Linked DNA regions of Macaca mulatta: region 1 is linked to region 2. Evidence: chromatin contacts called from public Hi-C data. All regions are on one chromosome and are shown on one strand. The core of a region is the stretch at or near the end of the contact, and the rest is flanking DNA. Distances in the headings are between cores, read along the strand shown.

What was found. A called contact is a pair of places that touch in the nucleus more often than the background predicts.
Region 1: a contact with region 2 is called in a Hi-C map of blood, with 4 times the contacts expected there. The contact joins the enhancer-like site here to the promoter of SSR3 in region 2. A contact is called at or near these places in 6 of 14 Hi-C or Micro-C datasets (CD4 T cells, blood, cortical neurons and 3 more).

The regions. Positions count from the first base shown.
Region 1 is chr2:60,260,331-60,268,223 of T2T-MMU8v2.0, reverse strand. No RefSeq gene overlaps it. Among named protein-coding and RNA genes, the nearest start is that of CCNL1, 80 kb to the left of the region's middle. Within about 2 kb of position 3,078, at least 17 of the 40 cell types and tissues checked have an H3K27ac peak or open chromatin away from gene starts, as enhancers often do. A contact at or near this core is called in blood and cortical neurons, where this site is marked.
Region 2 is chr2:59,734,204-59,742,105 of T2T-MMU8v2.0, reverse strand. SSR3 (signal sequence receptor subunit 3) reads left to right here and starts at 3,375. Exons shown (of 5, transcript NM_001266544.1): 1 at 3,375-3,591; 2 at 4,771-4,897. The coding sequence starts at 3,459.

The sequences.
Region 1 (7,893 bases), core at 1,829-4,328, 530 kb before region 2:
GACCCCAACTCACCTGTAGCAAATAGCTTCTTAACTGGTCTAATGACATTTAGTTATGACATTTTCCAAGTTGTTCTCCACAGGGAGATCAAACTCTTTCTCAAATGCACATTGAATCACATAACACCTGTCCACTTCAACACTCCAGTGGCTGCCTGTGCATGGCCTTCCCCAGCCTGGTTGAGAATCTCGCCTCCTTGCTGTCTACATTCAGGTCACACTTGCCATCTTTCATGGCCTTGAATACGCATGTGCAGCCCCACTCTAGGGGATGCCCAGGACCCATTGGGCTTAGTTAATCCTATTGTTCCTTCAGATTTTATTTCACTCATCATTTCCTCAGAGATTTCCCTGATGTCCCTTATTAACAAAATCCCCTCATTATATACCCAGGACCCCACACATTGCAATGATGTTAATTTGTGTGGGTATTTGATCAAGGTCCTCTCCTTTACCATGCCTGTCTTTGCTGACCCTGTATTCTTGGTACCTAGTATAACCTGGTAAAGAGCAGGATTCAATCAGTATTTGTTGAATAAGTGAATGAATGAATGAATGAATGAATGAATGATGGGTGCTCTTTGAGGGTACCTGGAGGAAAAACAGAAACGTGGGGAGAATGAGAATTTAATGGAACCCAAAGCTGGGGCATAGAAAAGTAATTTGAAGTATACCACCATCCTAAAATGACTGTTGGACTTTCTTTAGACTGAGTGTGAACAACATTTACAGTTAGATGTAACTCCATTCCCCCAGGCTACAGCAGCCTCCGGGAAAACCTAGGATTTCAAGATGATTTCCAGAGCCTTTGGCTGTGCCTCCTACCCCTGCCACCCCATCAAGCCACACTAGCCCTCCCTCCCTCAGGAGCTGATGCTGGCTCTCCTCTGGGGAGGGGAGGAAGGGTGGAGTTGGGGGCGGATGATACCTCAGGTCCCCTTACTGAGAGTCTCCCTGTGTTACTGCCACCCCTAGCACAGCCGCCACAGTCTTTATCCCAGGCATGATCTGCTTGCTGCCTGCGGCTCCACTCTGCTTCACAGGGTGCCTGACGGCCACCATTGTTGTGACTGTCCTTGCTGGGGCCTCTACTCTTGGTGGTGGGGAATTTGTTTTCCTACAAGTGTGGAAAGCTTTTCAGCAAGCCACTGGTGGAGCAATAATTGATTTCCTTCTTTCCCTTAGATGATTCCCACCCTTCCTTGATTGTCATCTCTCTTAGCAGTTTTGTAGCAGGCAAATAATTTTCCCTTACTTGTTCACAAATCTTAAATCTAGGAGTACAGGACCTGCTCATTGTTTTTATTTCCTAATTTCTGTTTCTTTCAGGGCTCAGGGAGGACTGACAGTACTAGCTAGAGTTGACGACCATTCATCCAACAAACATTTACTGCACAAGGGAGAGAGGTGATCAAGGCACTGCCCTTGTCCCCAGGAAGCTCGCCAGTGCATGGGACTCTGTGCAGGTGCCTTCACCTCTGGATTAGGTATTTGACTGTCAGGCCATGGCTGAGCATCCATCCTCTCTATGCTAATTTTTTCCAAAAGTCAGGAGTTTAGAAGAACACTAATGTGTTTTTCTTCCAGCCTTTCCTGCACAAATGACAACATCATTACCCTCAGCTTTTAAAATGCAAGTCTGTACAGAGATCCCAGAGTCAAGGAGGGCGCCTGAGTCATTTGAGATAATTACCTTTTTTTTTTCTGCCCGAGTCTTGCATATCTGTGAATCAGCAATGGGGAAACTGGCATCAAAAAAAAATAAGGGAGGCTTAAAGTGAGCAAAGCAGAGCAGAACATTGGCAAGAGCTGAGTGCTGCCACAGCAGGAACATCATGCCGATCGTCATCTAAGGGAGCTCATGGTGCTGTCTGCCTCCTCTTAGCAACATCCACACAGGCTGGTACAGTCAGATCATTGTGACTTGGACAGGGATGAAAATACTCAGCTGACACCAATAGCTCCCAGCACAGCCAGGGTATTCTAGAGGTGTGTGGTGTCAGGACAGCCTGTGCGGCCTCATTTATTTACCTGAGTCATCTGAACGAAGCAGTGACTGGCTTTGCCTCGCTCTGGCAAGAACTCGCAACAAACTCAAAGCCTCTTCCTCCATGGCCTTTGCTCCTGCAGCACAGCACTGACATCTTTTTAGCATCATAGACACTGTCACGTGGCAATCAATGACAGATGAACTGTCCCTTCCCTGGGCCACGAGCTCTTCAAGGCGGGAGCCTCAGCCCGGTTTCTTCCATGTCTCCAGGGCCCAGCACAGGGCCTGGCTTCTAGTTGTTTTCTGATGAATAAGCGAATGGCTATAGACATGTACTCTTGGAAACACAAGGGGCTTCTGCAGTGGCAACATGTTCTATAGCACAGTACTGTATTGGTTCTTTACAGCCTGCAGGACCCAAAGAAGGAATGATTTTTGTTTCCTGGAAAAGGTGTACCTCATGAGGGCACTGCTCAAGGGAAGGTGCCCTCAAGTTGGGGATCAAGGGAGGCACAGGTTGATCAAGGCCCCAGGAATTGGAATGGAGGTGTTTATCCTAAGGAGGCTCTGAACATCTGAGGCAGAGCCTCGATTCTCCAGGAAATTGACTTTGCTGGAGAACAAGGCTGGGGGAGGCAGGCTGTCTTAGGGGGAGGAGTCCTATTTCAGCCCCACTGAGACCCCAAAGGCGCACTCCCTTGCTTTACCCAAACTGTCCACCAGGGGGCAGGCAGAGGCAGGAGAAGAGGAAAGCGGGCGGCTGGTCAGGCCCAGCACACCCAGCCTGGCATCCCACAGGCTGGGCTGCCTGACTCAGAAAAGGCCAGGCCGCTCCTCCTGCCTGTTGTGGCCTCTGTGATTTTATATGGTTTGGCCTGTGACATCAGACACCACGTGACCATGGTAACCAAAGTATACAGCCTGGAGTGAATGTTAATAAACAGGAAAGAAATGATCCCTGGTGTCTTACTTTACTCACCATTTGTGGTCTTGTTATCCACGCCTAATGTCTCCTTTATTACCCTGAGCAATCGAGATGTACCTGAATTCAGCAACTTTTTAAAATGAAATGCTAAATTGGGGAAATGTGAGTTGGTTTCCGTGTTTAACTAACTTTGAATATAGTGACATGAGTGACCGCTGCCTCTTGATATCCTGCTCAACACTCCTCTTATGTACAAACATGTAATTTACAAGGAAAATTATTTCCTTGATAATCCCTACATGCCTTCAAAAGTCATTTTCCCCAAAGAAACGTCAGGTGATGGGATCCCGTTATTCGTTAAAGTTTTTCCTAATATCCTCAAGGATTGAAGAAAAACAGCACACCTGTCCTCCTATACAAATTAATGGGCCCAGAGGCCCGGATCTAAAACAAACTAGGACTGAGCATAAAGGAATAAATGTTTTACCAGGCCAGATCACAGAAGTGAAAATCTTTGTGTCGAGATGAGAGCTGCTTCATACGACATCAGAGAGTTTGAAGGTTATAGTTCTCCTGCCTACCAAGAATATCTGATTAGAAGCTTTTTAAACTTTGCCTTAGTGAAGTTAAAGACTCTTTAATAAATTGAATCTTTAATTAGAATAAGAACAAACCGATCATATTACATGAACCAATAGAGAATGATAAAACAGTCCTAAAAGAAATGGTTTTCTAATGGAATCAGAATTCATATGCAAACCTTTCCATGCTGCAGACTTTTTTGAATGCTACCCCTGATTTCATTCCAATAGTATTCACAGCTGAGAAGTATCTTTTAAAGATATAGCATGATATCAAGTTACTTTAATAGTTTGCAAAATACTCTCAAGAATTACCTAAAAATATGCAGTTTCTATGATACCATAGATTCGCTCATCTAAAATTGTTTGATCTTCAATTAAAAACATAAACAGGCTTGGATATATTTGGTCACAGATATTGCCAGAGTTTCCAGATTGTATTGTTCAAAGGTATTTCATAAATATGAAAAAAATGTGTTGAGAAGGCATCCATCTGATTGGGTATTTAGGCTTACAAAGAAAGTAATTACAGGGGCAGAGACTGGGAGTCAGCCCTCATTCATCTCAATTCTCTTTCACATATCAGCATAGCTTGACCTTGATTTTTTAGATGCAAGTAAAGGACATTGATGTAATTCAAATAAATTGGTTTTTTTCAAATATCCTGAGGAGTCTGGAATCAGACACAACAGACTCGATGGACAAAAGCCTGAAGGAGAACCAACTCTGAAGTCATCATAGTGGTTCTAAAAACAGTGTCTTTCCTTCTTATTGACCTAAATTTTCATCTTCTTTCTAGGGATCATTTGCTTGCCACGTCCTTGGGAAAGGTCCACCTGTCGGCTTCTCCTCTCCCTTCCTTCTCGTCTGCATTTGTGTCTTCCGTTGAGATTCCCACCAGGGAATGTCGCTGCCGCCATGGCAGCCTCTGGTCAGCTGAAGTGACCTTCAACCTTCCTTGCCTTTCTCTGAGGGCAGGGGCCTTGCTTCTCCCATTAACAAAGCACTTTCCGTCAACTGTTAGGTTTCTTCACGGTTGATTAAACTGTGTTTATTTAGGATCCTTCTCCTTTTTCTGTGTCCGGCTGCTGACCTGTCTGCCGGCTCATTGTTGGAGGAGAACGCTCACAGGGTAGTCTATCTGACTGCTTGTTAGCAGCTTTGGTAAAGATTTTGTTCTGGAAAATGTTTAGCCTGTTGAAATACTAGTGCATCTTCAAAGCATATGACATTTTGCTTGGATAGTGTTCAGAATTGCTGTTACTGGGTAAGGCCAGAAGCATGTGAAAGAGAAAAACCCAAGCTAGCCTGTGAGCTATAACTGCTAGCATCTCCCTTGAACCTGGTGCATGTTGATCATCTTGCATGAAGCTCCATAAGGCTTCACTTGGTATGCTGTGGTTCTTTTTTTTTTTTTTGAGATGGAGTCTCGCTCTGTCACCCAGGCTGGAGTGCAGTGGCGCAATCACGGTTCACTGTAGCCTTGAACTCCTGGGCTCCTGAGCAGCTGGGATTATGGCGCGTGCCGCCACACCCACTAATTTTTATTTTTATTTGTTTAGAAACGAGGGTTTCCTTATGTTGCCCAGGCTGGTCTTGAACTCTTGGCCTGAAGCAATCTTCCAGCCTCAACCTCCCAAAGTGCTGCAATTACAGGCATGAGCCACCACTCTTGGAGGTTCTTAATAAGAGTAGATAGACATGGTTTTGTTGCTTGGAAATGGGAAGAAGAGAGAAAATGAGGCGCAGAAAGTTTTGTTGAGTGGCCAAAAGATAAGCCAGGACAAACACCTTAAGCCAGAACTCCATTTTTGGAGATTCTTGTCTGTAGGACAGCGAACACCCCTGCTGCCGCCCTGCCCTAGGTTCTCAGGCAGGCTCAGCTCCCCAGTAGCCCCCACACTCCGAGGCCCAGCCAAATGCCAGTTCCACCACATGCAGGCATCAGTTCTTTCTCTAAGCACTGTGACACGTACTTGCTATACCTCTCAGAATGGTATTTTTGTGTTTTGCTTGTGTATGAATCTTATCACACTGGCTTGATTGTGAGTGCTTGGAGTGTGAGAAATGTACCTCTGCATGCCCAGAAGCATGTGATACATATTTTAGTGAAAGCAAATGGATAAATGGAGGTGCAGATGGATGCTGTCCCCAGTTCTTCTCTTTAATGCCACCTACTCACCTGGATAACTTGCCCTCCCCATTCCTCACACTATGCTCAGCTCTCAGCTTCTGCAATTGGTTTGGCTTTACTCTGTAGTTTGGTTATTTGTTCATCTCACCTTTATATCTCTGCCTAGTCATTGTCACCCATCTTAGATGATAAACTGTTAGGGGACTGAGGCTCCACTTAACTCCCTTTACCTACCACTTGACAAAAACACAGGGCATGACTAAACACTTAATGGACTTCAGAAGATGATCCTTATAATCAGAGAAGTGAATCACTAAAGCTGATCACCTATCCTCTCAGAATGAAGGTTGAATGGTTCAGGACTTTGTGAAGTTCTTAGTCACCATTGCCCCCTTCCTCATAGTGAATCTTACCCTATACATTTTGTTTAGCTGCAGGCTAAACTAAGAATAATATTTTCTTATTCCTAGAACATAAGATTAGAAGACTGCTTCTAAAGGCTGGGTTTCTCAACAGCAGCATGTTGTCATCTTGGGTTGGATAATTCTGTCGTGAGGGCTGTCGTGAGCGTTGCTGGACATCTCGCAGCATTTCTCGTCTCTGCCCATAGACGCCAGTAGCATGCCCCACTGTTTTTAGGAATTGCCAGAAGTCCCTAGGGTAGGGTGGGGGAGCAAAGCCCCTGGTTGAGAGCCACTGCTTTAAGGGATAAAGGTGGAAGAGGGAAGCCATGGAGGAAAGGAAATGATGGTCATAACTAGGTATTCTTCTTCTCTTTGGAGGTTTTTGTTTTGTTTTTTAAAAAATGAAACCAGCATGGTGTTCTGCTCTGACAGTTGGGAGAGGAAAGTCTTCCAAATGCATTTAAATTATACGGCATTTCATCACTTTGCCCTTTTACACCCCTTAAGGGCTATTTTTTTCACCATTACCACTAGGTTGGACCTGCTTTCTGTGGCTCAATCCCATCTTGTTTTAGGAATAGCTTTCTGGAAGCTCTGACGGGCACACAATGACTTGCTGGGAGAGGCACCAGCGGGGCTGCTTTGCTGTCCCCGGGCCTGGACACCGCCCTCATGAGGCTACTGTGTTTAGGACTCTGCTTCTCCACTTTGCTGATCTGGGAACTAGATTTTTTTTCTTTTCCCTGTGAATTAGTAAGCCACTGGGAGCAATAATTCACCAAAACTGGACTCACCAGACACTGGGCTGCACACCAGACGATTACAGTATTGCTTTAAAATGCATATCCCCAGAGCCCTCACCCGGAGTTGGAACGTGGGCAAGCAGCATGAAATGTGGCCCAGAGTGCACGTAGGGCCCCAGGCCAGCGGGGCCCCAGCCCTGGCCCGGATGTCTGGCCCTTTCTGTCTCTGCTGCCAAGGGGATGACCTTTGTGGCCGGTAGAGGGCGGGGCGGAGAAAAAGCTGGGATTTAAGAGAAGAGTGAGAGCTTAAAGATGTGCACGATCTTTAGAAATAATTTGCGGTGTCTGCTTCAGTGAATGTTGGTGTCCCGAGGCCGAGTGCAGGTCGTTCCCAGTGGACACGTTTCCAGTGTGGCCTTCGGTGATCAGGATGACCGAGGAACTGCAGAAGCTGTGGCAGAGGTGGAGTCAGGACAGGGTGCTGGGTGATCTCAGGAGCTGTTCTCCCAGGCTGTGGGAAAGCCTGACGAAAGTGCTCTGCTTCTGTGCGGAGCTCATCTCCCTAGCCATGGGCACAGGCACTTCTGCCCTGAGGGGGAGCTGCTGTCTGGCTGAAAGCGGCTGTGCCTCCCCGGCACAGGCCCTGGTTCTGCAGATCCCCCGGCCCTTCCTCCCTTGAGGACCACCCTTCTCTGTCATCACATGCCCTATTTATTTATTTATTATTTTGGACGGAGTCTCACTCTCTCACCCAGGCTGGAGTACAGTGGCTCACTGCAACCTCTGCCTCCTGGATTCAAGAGATTCTCCTGCCTCAGCCTCCCGAGTAGCTGGGATTAGAGGCACACGCCACCAGGCCTGGCTATTTTTTTCTATTTTTCTTTTCTTTTGTATTTTCAGTAGAGATGGGGGTTCACCATGTTGGCCAAGCTGGTCTCGAACTCCTGACCTCAAGTGATCTGACCACCTCAGCCTCCCAAAGTGCTGGAACTACAGGAGTGAGCCACCACGCTTGACCCACGTGCCGTTTTTTTTTTTTTCTTTTTTAATTTCAAAGTCTGGTCACTCGCATTTGCTAACTCGGTGAATGACCTCCTGCATTCTGGGCTTGCTTAG
Region 2 (7,902 bases), core at 2,126-4,625:
ACTGCTTTTGGCTGCTTGCTCAATATAGGGCTTTTGTGAGCAGGAATGCAGAATCAGAGATTCCACTGCATGGAGGAGACCAGAATTCATTTGTGGTTAAGAGCATGCATCCTGGAATCATATTGCTTGGGTTCATAATTTGACTCCACCATTTACTGGCTGTGGAATCTAAATGAGTTATTTCACTAATCTGAGTCTCAGTTTCTTCATCTGACAAATGGGGATAGCAAAAACATCTACCTCCTAGGGTTGCTGTAGGGATGACTCAGACAATATGTGTGAAGGACAAAGCACAGAGGTGGACATATAACAAAGACTCAATTCATGTTGGTTATTATAATCAAAATAATCATGATTATTTTTTGGATACTTTCACAGGTTTTGGACAGCACTTTTCATGTAGTAGCTTCTCAATAAATATTTGCTGAATGAGTACATGAACTAACGAATTAGTCAAATATCAGTGGCTGAAATATGTAGTCTGGCTGAGTAAATCATTTTACAGGTGATACTTTAAAACATTATACTTAGGGACTAATATAAGTGTTCCATCTCTTTTACAATTATTCCCATCATGAGATTTGCATTTCAAGTAGGCTTTAAAACAGAGGAGATTTTTCTTTTTTTTTTTTTTTTCCCTCCCCACAGTAGCCCTGGATGATCCATTTGTTATTCTTTGAAGGTCCTAGTGAAAAGCTAGCAGCGGCTTTCTATATTGGCTAGGCAACTTGCAGTGTCTGACACAGAAAAATATGTTAATTTTTAGCATGCTAGATTTTCTTTCACAAAGTCATCAGTAATCTCTTACCATATACCTGACAGCAATAAATATTATTGCTTGGGTTTTTCCCCCAATCTGGAAAGAACAAAGTGATATAATAGAAATGTTAAGCCTGAAATTCATAGATTAGACACAGACTGGTATGGAATCAAGTGCATTTGATTCCTTTAGAGTTAAGCTGTGTTGAAATGGGTAAAATATATTGTAGATCTTTGCTTGGGTAGAATTTATTACCCACTTCTCTTTCTGTTTCTTAGCACATTGTATACCCTGCTTGTCCAGTGTGCCACAGCTATATATGCCACATACAAGTGATCCTTAGGTCTTGCTGCTTGCTTTTCAAAGGGAACTAGGTAGCTCTGGTGCAAGAAAACACTGCTTCAGTACTCCAAGCGTGCTACCTTCATAACTGTAATTGTTGCCATTACCAAAAATGTTATATCATAAGTATTATTCCCTATCATATTTCTCTAATTTACCCCCCATGAAAGTAATTTAAAACTCCTATTTTAGATTATCTTCTGTTTATAGTTATCTGTAGCTTTAAAAAATGTATTAATTTTTTTCTATTAGTTCTTTTATTATATCAATTGTAACATTTATATCCACTCAACATTTCAAACTTTTATCTTTCCTATTTTAGTTGTTAAAATATTTTTCTCAGGCATAATTCTTTTTAATCTCATAATTATTGTTTCTTCTTTTCTTCTTTTAAAAGAAAGATGATTGTTGTCTCTTTGGATCTTTTAGTTTTGTGAGTTTTTTTTTTTTTTTTTTTTTTTGATGGAGTCTTGCTCTGTTGCCAGGCTGGAGTCGGAGTATAGCGGTGCGATCTTGGCTCACTGCAACCTCCGTCTCCCGGGTTCAAGTGATTCTCCTGCCTCAGCCTCCTGAGTACCTGGGGACTACAGGTGTGTACCACCATGACAGGCTAATTTTCGTATTTTTAGTAGAGACGAGGTTTCACCATGTTGGCCAGGATGGTCTCGATCTCTTGACCTTGTGATCCATCCACCTTGGTCGCCCAAAGTGCTGGAATTACAGGCATGAGCCACTGTGCCCAGCCTCTGATTTTTATCTTTTATCTTCTTTTTATATCCTTTGTTTGTTTATAAATAGGCAAAAGAAAATCTAGTTATAGAGACAGATCCAAAAAGTTTTATTTATGAATTGGTCACAGATGGAGAAGGAAAAAAATAATTAGTGTTGAAACCCACCATTTTAACCAGAGCAAATGGGTTTAAAAGAATGCAACTGAGATAGGAAAAACTGGGGGAGGAGTATGTTGTAAGAGAAAAATAATACTTTCTTTTTCTATCACTACCATGTAATAAGGAGCATTTTTAACATCAAAAAAGACATAAACCCAGATATTTTAAAATGAATACTTTTGATTTTCTGAAAAATTCAATAGATGGTCTGTTTTCTTTTTCATTTTGTGGTGAATTAATGAAAATTTCTGGCATTAAGGAATACTTGCAGTAGATAATGGAAGGATTTATATTTCAGGAAAACTCACTCTGGTACCTGTATAGAGAATAGATTGGAAAATATTGAAGACAAAAGCTCAATTAGGACTAGTAATAGGAAGCTGTGGAGGTAGATTACAATTTGAATACTGTGAGGAAGAAAGGTATCTACAAAACTGTTGATAAGGAGGCTGGAGGTTGAGGAAGTTGTGCCTAATGCACTGGCGTGTTCTCAGTAATGAAAAGCAGCATTTGCTGGGAGTGATGTGGTGGAATTTTTTTTTTTTTTTTGAATAAAAGATAATGTGTTGAGTTAAAAATGGAATCCAGCTGTTTTAATAGGCATACTTAAATCTTTCTGAGCTTCAGAGAAGGAGTCCTGCCTAGCCAACCTGTTCTTAGTATTATGTTTTATTTAGCATGGCTTTGGAAGCCACAAAACTCTATACGTTTATTTGAAATAAAATAGTAAGTAACTTGTAAGTGTATCAGACATATATTAAATATTACCTTCATCAGTAAGATCATGAGTTTCTCAAAAACAAGAGTCCCATTTTCTTCCTACAGAGGTGGCCTACTGTTTAGTGAAAAGAGCCCACACCTTGGAGAGCCACACCGCAGATCTACCACCCTCAGGCTCTTCATCTTCAGTGGCGGTAATGACGCGCACGTCATAAGATTCTTCAAGGTATTTGGTGAAATAAAGGATGTGTAAAGGAGAAGGGATTTTACATGAGTTAGCTATACCTTTCTCTTCTTTCTCCTTCAATGTACTCAGTCCTGGGTACGTACAGAGGGCACTAATGGCGTGGGGCCAGAAGAGCTTTTAATTTTGGAATTCTGAAGAACTGAGAACTCATGACCCTGTCATCAGCTCTGAAGTGGAATATAAATAAAGTTTTGTCAATTTTTTTTTAAAGCACCCACTAAACTACAAATCCCTTCTCTCTCCTCGAGGTGGACGGGTCACGTGGCTTTCCAGGAATCCGGAAGTCTGGTCCGCTCGCCCAATCACGCCCGGAATCCTAGCTAGCGGCGCCAGGTTGGCCATTCCTGGGGAAGCTTGCTCTCCGCCAAGCCGGGTCCCGCCTCCGCGCGCCGCGCTGACGGGTCGTTAGCGGATACGGCGGCCGCAGGGGCGGAGTCAGGGGCCTTTGCCCGCCTTGGCGGCCGGCTCTACCTTCCAAGTTCTCGCCTCCTGCTCCGCCATGGCTCCCAAAGGCAGCTCCAAACAGCAGTCCGAGGAGGACCTGCTCCTGCAGGATTTCAGCCGCAATCTCTCGGCCAAGTCCTCCGCGCTCTTCTTCGGGAACGCGTTCATCGTGTCCGCCATCCCCATCTGTGAGTGCTGGGAGCGAGGCTGGTTTGGGAGGCCGCGGGCGGGTCGGGCTGGGCGGGGACGTGGCAGGACCCAGCGAGCAGGCCAGGCGCGGGTGCCGGCCGGGGGTCTGCGATCTCTCCAGGTCCCCTGAGCTCGGGGAGGCACAGAGCCTCTTCTTTTGGCACGGCGTTGTCGCCTGGGATTCTCCTGTTAAAGCACTCCGGGAGGTCACTTGTTAAAAGTACGCACGTTCCCGAGCTCTACCCCCGGAGAAGGTGGTTAACTAGTTCTGGGGTGGCGGCCCCGAATCTGTATTTAAACACACTCAAGCATACTGCCTGCTGCTCTTTTCCATACAACTGTTGCTTGCCGTTACGAAATTTTAAACTTACGTTATTACTTATTTTGTATAAATTAATTAGGTGAGAGACCCATGAAGTAACCCACTGAATTAGAAGTGCATCTTTACGTGAGCTACTTTACACCACTGCATAATTTTCCTGGTTTTTGCAGAAAGAGAGAAATTGAAGTGCCAGGGGTTGGGGATCTACCTTGTTTAGACTTTTTAAATAATCCCACTGTACCAATTCTAGAATTCTCACTGGGTTGGGAAAGTGCAGACTTGCACAATGTTGTTTTTAGTAGAGCTCAAGGTTCCAGAACTCTTGTCTTTTGCTGCACTGTTGTTGGGGCATTTAAAACCAAATGTATTTTTCTCTTTTGTCCTTATACAACCCAGCGTGCAATAAACGTGATGTGAAGCCATATTATGGCTCACTCATTTGACAGCACTGCTTGGATTTCTGATAACAGCCACGTCAGCAAGGAAACTATGGTTTGGGACTGCACGTGGCATTTTGGAATGGCCTGTATTTAGCATGCTAGTACCCTGATGAATGAAATTCGAAGTCTGACTTGTGATTACGTTGAGCCAGAGTTTGTTCTCATTTTAGAAGCAGAAATCTCATCTGAACTAGTAATAGGAAGGTGATGTTTTTCAAATGTTCTGAACTGGAAGGCTTGAGACTATACTGTTAACTGGTTATCTCACTTCTGAAGATCCTCAGATACTGTATTGATTGCATAACTAATAACCTGGTATTTTACCAGGCTTAGCTTTAAATAATTTCGCAGGCTTTTGTTATGGGGTTGTAATGTTTTGTTTCTTTTTGTACTTTCCCCCTTTTATTTTAATTCAGGGTTATACTGGAGAATATGGCATATGGATCTTATTCAGTCTGCTGTTTTGTATAGTGTGATGACCCTAGTAAGCACATATTTGGTAGCCTTTGCATACAAGAATGTGAAATTTGTTCTCAAGCACAAGTAAGTATGTTTTTCAAGTGAAAGTACGTACTACGTGTTGTATTTTTATGTCTTCTTAGAGATCGTTTGTGTGTGTTGGTTTTAATAAGCATTAATTTGAGATATCTATGTATTAATATATATATTTTGGGGGAAAGGAACATTGATGCTAGGAAGAATTATTAACTAACTGAAGTGGAGACAATCATTCTGACATGGCTACAGAAGATTTTGAGGGTGGAATTAGAACACCTAAGCCCAAGCCTTAATAGGAGGTTCATCGGAGAAACAAACCCACCAAGTAAATTAACATTTCAAAAGCTAAATGTAATTCTTTATGGAGAGAATTGTTCTGGGCTCTTCACGTATTGTTTTTGGAAGTTAAAGAAATGATCTTTTTGTCATTATTATTATTATTATTATTATTATTATTATTTTTGAGACTGCATCTCGCTGTGTCGCCCAGGCTGGAGTGCAGTGGCCGGATCTCAGCTCACTGCAAGCTCTGCCTCCCGGGTTTACGCCATTCTCCTGCCTCAGCCTCCCGAGTAGCTGGGACTACAGCCGCCACCTCGCCCGGCTAGTTTTTGTATTTTTTAGTAGAGACGGGGTTTCACCATGTTAGCCAAGGATGGTCTCGATCTCCTGACCTAGTGATTCCCCCGTCTCAGCCTCCCAAAGTGCTGCATTATTATTTTTTGAGATAAGGTCTAGCTCTGTTGCCCAGGCTGCAGTGCAGTGGCATGATCATGGCTCACTGCAGCCTCAACCTTCCCAGGCTCAAGCGATCCTCCCACCTCAGCCTCCCAAGTAGCTGGGACTACAGGTGCAGGCCACCATGCCCAGCTAATTTTTTTGTCGAGACAGGCCACGTTGACCAGGCTGGTCTTTTTGTTTTATTACTTTTTTTAAAAATTAAACTCTCTGTCATTTTCAATGCTAATTACATTTGTTTTCATACAAGTGTATAAAATGTAAAGGATTAACATATTCTAAGATCACACATGTTGTAAAATACAGCTTTTAGAGAAGAAAACTCAAGCCTCACCACCATAAATTTAAACATTAATTATAAGCAATTAAATATTCTAGTTTCATAGAGGTTAAAATGCAGGAGCATCTAGACTTAGGAAAGATGGTAACATTTATTATTTCTCAGTGTCATGGTCCTCATTGTCTCATTGGAAGTGGTATAAATTATTGTTTAATTGACGCCCTTTGATGTTGCTTTCATGTACACTGTGATACTTGGGTAGGGATAGCAGGATTATTTCCCTCCTTCCTTCATGGGGCCATCTAGGTGCCATATTGCTTTGGAAGTAATTTCTTAAAGGCAATTGGAATTTCACTGAGACTTGAAGTGTGGACATACTTTGTATGTGCATTATCTTTTCATCCGTAGTTCTCACTCTAGTTTGGACACTGTTTATACTCATATTGCTGTAACAGCCTCCATCTGGTCTTTTAAAACAAGTTTATGGCCCACCCTGCCATGTACTATATAAAGCACATTACCCTATGTAATCCTTAGAGCATCCATATGAAGTGCAGGTATTTCCCTTGTTTTTTTTTTTTGAGACAAGAGTCTCACTCTATTGCCCAGGCTGGAGTGCAGTGGCCCAATCTTGGCTTACTGCAACCTCTGCCTCCTGGGATCAAGCGATCCTCTCACATCAGCCTCCCAAATAGCTGGGACTACAGGCACGCACTACTACCCCGCCTGGCTAATTTTTGTATGTTTTGTAGAGATGGAGTTTTACCATGTTGCCCAGGCTGGTCCTGAACTTCTGAGGGCTCAAGTGATCCATCTGCCGCGGTCTCCCAAAGTGCTAGGATTACAGGTGTGAGCTGCCACGTCCAGCCATGGCCTCTTTTTTTTAACATGTATTAAATTCTAGACCTCTGGAATGCAAGTCATCTGCTTCCTTCCTATGAGTCTGGCCTCATCTTTCAGAATTAGGCTTTAACTCTTCTGCCTCGCCCTCACATCATCCTTTGACCATGTCTTGTGCCCTCCCCCATTTAGGATTAACTTACTTCCTTTCCATTCTTACCTGTGTTTTATTTTGAGACCTAGGAATCTTTTCCAGAGAAACCCTTCCTGACTTTGATCATTTCTTTGCTTTGTTGTCCCAGTGTTAGACTCTTTCGGAGAATGAGGAATAGAAACATGTTGAGATGATCTCAGTTAACAGGGATTTATTTTAAGAAATGGCCCAGAATGGCCTCAGCGGCTGAAGTGGCCTTCACAGTTTCCTTCCTATTGTTCTGGACACAAAGGAGCTCAGGTTTCGGGGCAGCCGTTCTGATGGACCAGCAGAGAAATTGGGTTATCTTTGTTATCTTTCTGCTTGGCAGCCCCTCAACCAACTGCCATTCCAGGATTCAACTCATGTTGGCCTCCACTGTATGGGACTGTTTCTTGTGAGGCGTGGCCATTTGTGCATCGGGAAGCCCTCGCAAGTGGGCATCTTGTATGACCCATTCTTTGTAATACTCTTGGAACTCAGTCCCTTTGAGACTTACGTTTTTTACTTGTTCTTCATATCATTTTTCATTCATCTCTTTAGAATCAAAGTCATGTTCTTTTTACCTTCTCATTTCTACTTTAGGCTTCTTGAAGACACCCGCCATATCTTATTTTATACCCCTTAAAGCAGTTAATGGTACATTTAGTTCAGTAAAATTTCACTGACTTACTGACTTAATAGACTCAGAGTAGAGGTTTTTTTTTTAGTCATAGTTTTGGCTTTATATTAAATATGCTACTGACTTTGAAACTCCTACAGATTTGCAAGATGGTTAAGGTTCAAAGATCCCACAAGATACTGAGTGTGGGTAGATGTTGGCTGTAGAAAGAAGATGGCTTCAGAGTTGACAGTCTGGGTTCCAGTGCCAGCTCTGCCACTCTTAAATGTATGGCCGTGGGCATAGTTTTCCCTATGTAGACTTCAGATTCCTCAGCTATAAATTGGGGATGCTAATGGAATCTCAGAGGGTGGTGAGGATTCATTATGATCATACAT